2 separate regions of the Anas platyrhynchos genome follow, and region 1 is linked to region 2. The links are chromatin contacts, called in public Hi-C maps. All regions are on one chromosome and are shown on one strand. The core of a region is the stretch at or near the end of the contact, and the rest is flanking DNA. Distances in the headings are between cores, read along the strand shown. Region 1 overlaps MYO16 (myosin XVI). Region 2 overlaps MYO16 (myosin XVI).

The links. A called contact is a pair of places that touch in the nucleus more often than the background predicts.
Region 1: a contact with region 2 is called in a Hi-C map of liver, with 2.1 times the contacts expected there. The contact joins two enhancer-like sites. A contact is called at or near these places in 2 of 8 Hi-C or Micro-C datasets (liver and skeletal muscle).

Annotation. Positions count from the first base shown.
Region 1 is chr1:145,703,255-145,708,186 of IASCAAS_PekinDuck_T2T, reverse strand. The region is part of intron 27 of MYO16 (myosin XVI); the gene reads right to left. Among named protein-coding and RNA genes, the nearest start is that of MYO16, 300 kb to the right of the region's middle. Within about 2 kb of position 3,161, at least 1 of the 8 cell types and tissues checked has an H3K27ac peak or open chromatin away from gene starts, as enhancers often do.
Region 2 is chr1:145,607,995-145,612,996 of IASCAAS_PekinDuck_T2T, reverse strand. It overlaps MYO16 (myosin XVI), which reads right to left. Exons shown (of 35, transcript XM_027444352.3): 15 at 3,087-3,204. Among named protein-coding and RNA genes, the nearest start is that of MYO16, 210 kb to the right of the region's middle. Within about 2 kb of position 2,961, at least 1 of the 8 cell types and tissues checked has an H3K27ac peak or open chromatin away from gene starts, as enhancers often do.

The sequences.
Region 1 (4,932 bases), core at 1,912-4,411, 95 kb before region 2:
GAAGATGCAACTGTGAAAGTGGCCAGCCTGAAACTCACTCATAGTAGAAACCCAGAGAAACATATTTCATTCCTGAAGCAGTGCCAAATCAAAGTTTAAAAGGCTGAAATTCTAACTTTGGTTCAGATTTACTTTAGAACTATTCAAATCACAGGACTCAAAACAAGGATTACCAAATGTACTTTGCAATCTCTATTATACAAGAAGCCAGACAAAAATGATCCTTTGATTTTCCCCAATCTTAAAAATCTTTGAAATTTCATTACATTATCCTGGAAGTCTAATCAAAGTTTAAAATTCCTGTCTACCCCTTAAAACAAGCTCTATCTTAGAGAAAGAGGACAGGCTAGTGGTTGTGGTAACAGAGACAGAGCTAACTATGGAAATTTAAATTAATTTCCCAATTCTGCCACAAAATTCCATTTTGAATATAGGAAGTTATTTTGAATATAACCTACTTCTTCCTAAGTTAGCTACTGAAAAGCTGTGCTCCTAGTCTGAGTTAGCCACCTAAATCTCACAACAGACTGTGAAGATAAGGTTTTTCCATTGGGTGATTTGTTCTATGCATCCTAGACATTTTTCTTAAAATGAGAAGAGATTGCCCTCTGGAGGTGCTCTTCTCTACTGACCACAGATGGACTTGAGAGAAGTCCAGACTGGAGGCCTGCATTTTGGGTGGCTGAGAGGGCTCTCACTCTGTATCTACTTGTCTGACTGACTGACTCATCTGCTGAGTGGGCCTAAGAGAACTTCCTTATTTCTCCTCTCTGTCTTTTTCAAATTTGTTGGCTATCTATGCACCTAGAATGAAAAAACAAAAACAAACAAACAAACAAAAAAACTACTTTTAGACTTGGTATCATCATCTGCCATCTCAGATCAATCACTTTAATCTTGTATATGACTGTTTAGACAAAAACTACATAAAATTTGTAGCTATTTTTCTCCGCCAGAATGTTTCCCTGGTTGATTTGATTTTCAGCACAATACTGATACAAATATCAGTACTGACACCAGAGTAGTAATGGGAATGGAGAAGCAGGGATGAGCAGCCTATATCTGTTGGTGGCAGCCCAAATTTGTCCTGGACAAAAGTGGCGTTGTAATTATAAGCTTATTTGACTTTTTTTCATAGCTAATTTTAAATGAATTAAAGCATTTAAATTTTCTTTATTTTGTTTTTCCTTCTGGAGGTATAACCAAACATGTAATCTATGGCTTTGTGATTTTTTCTTGTATTTTAAACTTGCTATTCCCTTCAGGAAGCATTTTGTTAAAAAGAAAGCAAAATAAAATTGATAATAAACTGAGATATAAAACAAAACACAAAAAAACTTGTAAAAAACAATATTATTATCAAAACACAAAATTATTTATATTTAGCATATCAGATACTTTCTACTGTGAATGGAAGCTTGTGTTGCCATACAGACACAATAATTTAATGTCCTGTTAAATTTAACACTTTCATGGTCTCAAGAATAACAAAAGAACTTACTATTTATCATATTTACTGTATCATAGTAAAATCATAATAAAAATACTGAATTTATGGTGTAGGCTTGTACAGATAAACTTGAGTTATGTGCAAACACTGAGGTTTGCTTCTGGGGAAATGCAATCTGTAGAGTCTTTGAAAACCTTCCCTTACCAGAGAATTCTGCTAGCAATGTAACCTTAGTTCACTCTTAGGTAAACGAACAACCCAATTAAATACTAGGCTTCTTCTCACTGACAGGTCATATATTTTCCCCACATAAATAACGCAGAATATATTTGTAAGGCTTTAGAGGCGATCCCGAGAAACCTAGTGAGCTACCTTGCTAAAAAAGACTTCAATGAGGTGAAATACATTTCAGCTAAACTTCCATTGATGAATTAGTTGTGTAGACTTTCTTAAAAGTCAATAGAAGATGCTATTTGAGTGTCATATACTCTGTTGTAACACTGATCCTTAAAATAGTTCAGATAAATTTTGCACTGTATGACCCCATTTCTTTCCACTGAGTATAAAAATAGGGTATGTATGTTCCCAATTCCAGCATAGACATGTACCGTTAGACAAAGTGAGTCCCTTTCCTAGGAAAGTAGAGAGGCTGATAAAAAGCAAGATCTCATGGCCTAGCCAGAGCAATTTATTCACTAATGGATCCAAAACAAAATAAAAACCAGGCAGATTTAAAGGATTAAATTGACTCTATACTCCTCCGCCACCATGTAAACACTAACAGTGTGCATTAGGAAATGCAAGACCACTTGCACCCTCCTTCCAGTTACAAATTATCATCAGGGAGCTCTCCCAGTCTTCATCCTCTCTACAGGAAACCAGTGTGTGTTTACCTCACCTTCATCCTTAGCACTGTCCTCTTCCCAACCTGTAAGTTTAACACAACAGAAGAAAGCTTTTGGCTAGACAGGTTGGCACTGTGAGCATGGTCTGGCTGGAACCCTCTGGTGTCATAGAACTTGTGCTCTAACCTCTTTTCTTTCACTTCTCAGTTTTGCTCTTTATCATGAAGATTTTTCGATTGTTTGGACTAGACACTACTGCCAATGCCTTCAGGTAGTTTGTGAATATGGAAAACTCAGTTCTCTTGAGTCTTCAAAGATGAGTGTTATCTGATCATTTTCTCCTTCACTTCCCTAAGTACACAACTGACAAGATCCAACAGGCTGCTTTTTTTTCTTCTTTTTTTATATTTTTTTTCTTTGGTAGAATATTCCTGAGTTCAGGTTATGGCACAGTAACCCACAGTCATACTCTCAGGCTCAGCACATTATTTGATTTACATGGAGTGTGCACAAATAGGCGGTAGGGCTGTACTCCCAGTTCTGTATACACAGCAAATCTTTAAGCATCGGAATAAACACCACACACTCAATTTCAATAGAACATCAACATGATAGAAGACACTAATGGAAAGAACATTGCAAGTACAAAGGGCACAAAAACAAGCAGCTCCAAATCAACAGCTTACACAAACCACATTGGTGTCCTTGAACTGATGCCTCAAAAATACCTTTTTTTCCTCTCTCTCTCTTTTTTTTTTTTTTTTCTTTTCTCCTCTTTGTTTGATTTTGCTATTCTATTTCTCGGGGCTTTCTCCCGCTTAGCCAAGAAAGAACAAAGTTAGAGATATCTACTGAGCGCAGTCCAATGTCCTCAGTAAGAGGATAGCTTTGAATACCAGAACTCCAATCTTTCCTGAAAGCAACTCCTTCTCTCCATGTCTTTGTCTTGTTGTTTCAGAAATGAAAATCACATATGGCTGGCATGCAGCTGCCTCATAGCAGTGCTAAGTAATGTAGTTTTAAGTGGTAAATATCCAAACACAGCTTATGCAAAGAAAAATAGTCAGTCCTGCCAGTGTAATTCATTATGTTGCCGTTTCGTTTTCTCTTTCTTTTGTTTACTATGCTGTATTCTGTTTGCCAAGTTAAAATGGCATGATTCAGTAAGATCTATTCAAAAGGTAGTGAATAAAAGAAGGCAATCCAAATTAACCTGTATAATGTATTTCTGCTAAAAGAAATGTAAAAATTGTCATCACAAAGGAGTAAAAACAGGTTGCGCTGTCTTACTAAATTCTCTTTTCTTCCTTTCTAAACTTCTTTTTTTCCTTTGACAACCAGTAACAGATTGATGTATTATTATGTCTGTGAAATATGTGAAAGAGATGGACTTTGTTTGCAAAACTTGTCACTATGTGCTCATAACTCAAGATCTTTAGTTTTGTTTGTTTGGATTTGGGGAGGATGGGGAGAGTGGGTTAGGCATGGCTTGTATTTGAAAAATCTATCAAGTGAGAGCTGAAATATCTAGAGGATCTATCTACTGCAGAGAGAAACCTATCCTTTTCAAGGGAAGGTAAGACATTTGGAAACGTTTCAAGTGATAGAAACTTTGTAAAAACAGTCACCAGAAAAGAATAGGATGGAATTTTGATTAATGTTATGTGTATACATGTATAAAGGATACATAGTCATTCTAGTTCCCTGTTATATCTTTTTTTTTTTCTTTTTAATTAAGGAATAACCTAATTATCTTTGAAATATGAGGAACAAGGGAAATTCCAGATAATTAGAAAAGGTGAAATAGAGTATTATGGTTTCCAAGAAAAGAAAAGAGATTTTGCCAATCTCTGTGCAATATATAAAATATAAATATATTGTTATACAGCATAAATATTAACACTTAAATCAGGTATTCAAAATTTGAGATAGAATAAACCCTTGACAGACATGAATAAAAAGATGCCTTTATAAAAACAGATTATAGCAGAGAAAAGAGATTGCATTTGGGGCTTATTTGGTAGAAGTACGAAAATACAAGATAAGAGGACTGTAAGTTTCACCTTTATGTAACACAACAGTTTTGGACTGAGTCTGCTTCATACAGACTTACAGAGATAATCCGCATAGGTGTGGACATGAACATACATGCATGAAGTGCAATTTGCCTAATAGGTTTGAAATGATGAATAAGTATATGTGGCAACGAACCAAAACTTCAGAGTGCCTGCATACCATGGTATTAGGTTTTACAATATCTTAATTGATATCAAGCAATGCAGGATTAAATGGCTAGACCTACAGACCAATTAGAATTAAGAGAGAAAATAAAATTAAAGTCATTTTGGAAAAACCGCAAGCAGTTTTGCTGGGTTAACCTGACAGCTATTTGCTGAGAGAAAGAAACCTGAAAAGCAATCATGCTCAGAGCAATCTTACAGCAAACTGCCAGGTATGATAGCTTCATGACAGTGCTTTTATACACCACTAGAACCCAGAAACTTTTCAGCTGATGAAATATTCTGATTTTTTACTTCAACATTTTAATTCCTTACATAAAGGCACAGGGTCATGGATGGCACGCTTTAACACGTCTATGGAGAAAAAGAAAAATAGAGAGACCTAAATGGTATGTAA
Region 2 (5,002 bases), core at 1,712-4,211:
TAATTTTAGAAATAGTTATATAATCAGACTGTCACTACTAGGCTGTTGATATGAAGCATCATCTGCAAAGGATTGTGTTTTTTTTTGGCAGAAGGTCAGTCTTTGAGTTCTGCTATGTATGAGTTTCTTTAAAAAACTTAATTTAACTACTGGTCTGTAGGTTATTCTGATTTTGTTCTGATATATTTATGCACTTTTTACTAGTTCCCACTGCCTTACCTTATTCAGTCACAATGAACAATGACTTAATCTGGATTATACTTTTTCCACTTGTTTAGACTAAAGCAATGAAAGGTAGCTGACCACTAAGCCACTTATCACCTGAAAACTCTCATTTCAACTTAACACTGAGAAACAAGAGTCAGAGGAGAAACATAAAACTTCTAGAGATGTTTGTACTGGCTTACAGTAGAATCACACTCAAAAGAATACCCTTGTATTCAAATCTTATGGTAATGAACCAGTTTGTAATAAAGACCAAATCCAGCCTGTAGATGAAAACTATGATCAACATTTCTGTTCTATGGCTATTTTGGACTTCCTGCTACAAGAATAAGCCTTATGTGACAAAAGTCAGACAGAGCATTTCCAGGGCCTAGGCATGAAAGAACTTCAGCACAAAAAAAAAAAAAAAAAACAAAAAAAACACAAAGCACTGTCAATAACTTCATCCAGTTCCACTTAAAATACATGGAATGCTACTTTCAACTTGTCCTCTATAATAAAAACATACATATATACTCTGCATGCCTCTTCCTAAGTACATTGTTTTGGATCTCTCCCCTTGAAGCTCTCTCTGTTTTAAAGAGTTTCCACAGCCTAACCCCTTTGTTGGAGGCAGCCTAGTGTCACTTGAAGTTTTGTTTACAAACCAGACATATTTAGCCCAGTTTGCCTAAATGAGTTATAAAGTCATATCTCAGCAGAATCAGGTGCTCTGCGTATTTACACTCTTCATTCATGCTTAAACAGTGCAAGACAGTAAACACTGCTTCAAATGATCTTTCAAATAGATACACAGAATTGTTGGGTAGGATTCAAACCAGACAATGCACCAGATTCTTTTCTCATTTATGGTGGTATAAATCAGGGACAATTTCATTCAAAAGTTATACTTAGCAGTGGCCTAGAAAAAGTAATAGCTACAATGCAAATCAAACAGCATGAACAACTGCAACATACACATACTTCAAAAAATATACAAAACTTTTTCCGCTGTACTGGAACTTCTCACTCTTGACTTTAAATTTTGGAACTTTTGGCTATCTAAGTTTTGTTAAAAGTAAATGACTCAGTCCCTAAATATTTGGAGGATGGCTGGGTAGATAAGTCAATCATTTATATTTGTTAATGGACTTGACTCAACCCCAGTTTTTCTCATTTTATACCTATAGTTTCAAAGTGATAAAAGCACAGCATCAGTGTACCAGAAAACTGGCATCAGAGCCTGGTTAGCTGCTTCCACATTTATATCCTTCACAGACAAAGGCTGTGAATTAAACTGGCGAGTATAGGTAAATCTGCTTGAAAAATCAGGTCTCTGAAATCTCAAGCAAGATGCCCAAGAATTTTGGGAATATGTGACCTTGAGGCTCCTATGTTATCCTCATCTGAGGAACTGAATGACACAATTTTAGGTCAGAAGTGCTGTGAAAACTAAGCAAGTTATTATTCTGAAATGCTCATACACTGAAATATGTTAACGCGGAACATAGAAAATCCATAGAAAAACTATCGTTCTGGTTTTAGAGCAGAATAAAATAGCACAGGCCACATATGGATCAATGAAAGGAAAACAAACTGTTTAGTAGCAGATCACTTAAGAAATATAGTCCAAAGTGGTAACTCCATTGACTCTACTAAAATATGTACAATAAATAGGATTTTTAAAATGTTAGTTTTAGGGATTGAACATTATTTTTACAAGCTCAATTCAGATGCTATTTAGTCCATTCTGATGTTTATGTCCTTTATTTTAATCAAGCAACAGCTGATTAATGAAAAGAAATCCCACTGTTTAATTCTACATTTTCTTTCCAAATAACCTGTCTTTATTGTAAAGCAAAACAGAAAAAAAAAAAAAAAGTGGTATTGATTTTTCCCACAGCAGTATTTTCACTGTTATTTGCTAGGGTACAGTGAACACCCTTGCGAAAATAAATTCTAATTACCATTATGAAATAATTCCAAATAATTTTTTTCAGAAGATCTTCTGAAAGTATAAACATATTAATATTTATTTATTTATTTAAATGAAGCACTTTTGGAAATGTTCATCTAATGAAAACTAAGTTACTTGAATCAAATTGTGTCACCATGCAGCTTCGCCATTCAGAAGGATGAATGGCGAAGCTGCATGGTGACACGAACCAGAAATCAAAGTGCTCCCAGACTGGCTCTGATGATCAGAATTTTCAGAATCCACTGAAGTTTTGCCATTTTCATCAGTAATGAACTGTTGCTGGGAATTAGCAGACTCCCACTTATAGTAAAAGCAGTCACTAACTTTACACTATTTTACCTCTAATTAGAAGAAACACGAGCATGACTCCTAGTTCCTTCAGAGGAAGCTCAAAGCTATAATTAATAACTTCTTATTTTGGTATTACAGAGAATACCTGTTTTTTTGTTTGCCCTAAACAGCTAAGATTATCATTTGTTTAAGCAATACTTAAAATACCCAAAACAATACTAGTTGTAAATGCAAAAAGTAATCTCTTTGTTTCTTTTCTCTGACAATAAAGCAATACACAGCTGTCACAGTTTGTTAATCTCAGGAATAAAGGGAAATACGATTTCCTGGGCAATGAAAGAGGCATCAGCCGTGGTCAAGGTTTTTTTCTTGTGTTTCTCTGCCACCTGGTGGTTGCATAGAGCATTTTTCTCCCTCCTAATCTCCCTCCTAACTACTCTGAGGGATCTGTGAATTTACATGCTATGAATCATGTTCCTCTGACATTCCATAAAGCTCCCTTGCGTCTTTCGAGCACTTTAAGTCCATTGCTGCTGTATGTTTGGCACATACCTCTTGACATCGTCTGTGGTTAATATCAAAATAAAATCAGCACGTTTTAAATAACACTTACCTGCAATTAATGTTTTTTTCTTCTCACAAAACTGTAGCTCAAAATATTTTATAAAACAGCTAGAAAAATCATTCAGGGGTGTCTTAGCATGTCCAAAGGCTTCCAAGACACAGTTTACCTGCAAGAAAATGGTAAAGCAGTAGTAAGAGAGGAAATAAACAGGAATATATTTCAAAAAACATCAGTGAGATTGACTTGAGACCAGTAACTGGAAGAGAAAAAAAGAAAAAAAAAAAATTACTTTTTAGCTTGGAATTTAACAAATTCCTTAAAATTTTATTTTCTGTACAGAACTTAAAATAAAATAGCTTGGGAAAAAAAGAAAAAAGTGCTGATAGAATAGTGGGAGTTGTAAATGGAAGGGGTAAGACAAGGGCTCAGACTAATGCATTTCCATGTGACATCTTCATGGTCACAGCAATTATTTTAAAAAGAGCATGTTCAAAACACTACATTTAATTTAAAAATATGAAATATGCCCTCTTTCTTCCATTTTCTCTCTGCATTTAGCTTTTTGTGTGTAATTAGTTTATTACACTAAATGAATTCCCTTCAGCACTTTCCTGTCTTGTATCCTGAGAAACTGACCACAATGTGTCTGCAACACACTGTCGTTCTGATATAACAGTGGTTTGCTGGAGCTGGATGAACCTGGCTGCGAAGAGACAGGAGGGAAGAGGGCCGTGGAGAGGTACAGATAACATGTGGCTCCAATCACAAAGGTAGAAGCTCTGAAAATCAGATGCTTCAGAACCATTAATTAAACCAGCTATTTGTGCAGTAGGTGGCAGCAGAAAGCCAGTAAGCCTAGTTTTGCTTCCACTACAGTAGTATTGCAGTTTAAGATGCATTTGCTGAAATTTGGCTAGTTCAGCATTCGGTTTGACCAGTACAGCTTTAGTAACTTCCAACGATGCAATGTATGACTGCAACAGGCACAAATCCAGGCCACTGTGTTCATTCGAGCACCTTAACAGGCAACTAAATCAGAATCATCGCTTGATTCCCCTTGGGTGGGATCTGCTACACCTCTATTCTCTACCTGAAGCCAGGTGTCCCATCCCAGTGTCCCACTGTTACAACATGCAACTCATTTTTCTTAATACGTGATGTTTCTCTTCTACCTGTACTGACTAAGAGTCATTGACATATATGACTAATTCTATACTGTAAAACTAAACAGTTTATTACACTAAACTCTAACCTCTACGGCAAGTGGCATGAAAAGGTTCACATTCATATATTTTTTGTTTGCAGAATAGAGTGGACATACTGGTACGTGCTGTCCTCTGAACTGTTGCCAGAGGACCTGGTGGGGATTTAAACTGTACCAGGAAGCAGGAGATAAATCGCAGCAGAAACAGGAATACCTCCCACACCTCCTAATTCCCACTGCTGCCAAATTTGTATCCGAAAACATACAGCTTTCAGTTTCTTATTCAGAAAGTTAATTATTAACTGATTTCTTATTTAATCTGAACTTTCTGAAAACAAAAGGATTTGAAGGATATGACCTGAATTTTGCAGTTCTAATTCAATAATATCTGTGGTCAGATCAGTTCAAAAGTACAAGAAAACCAGTGTAGGTAGTAAACTAAAAAACAACACAACAACAAAAAACAGTAGAAATAGATATAAACTGAAGGTCTGGCTCACGGATTCAAAATAAAAGTGTACAGTCCCTATCATTGAAACATTAATCTTCATAATTTATATTAAAAAGAGAAAATAAGCAACAGTACTGTTAACATTGTCAAGTGAAGCACAGGTTAAATGTGTCAGTTGAGGAACATACATGAAGCAGGATCACACTGAAAAACACTTTAACATGGAAGTTGTATGAATGCATGAAGGAAAGCAAAACTACTGTGTTGTTTTTGTTTGTTTTTTTTTTTCACTTGTGCTTTCAGTGTGAT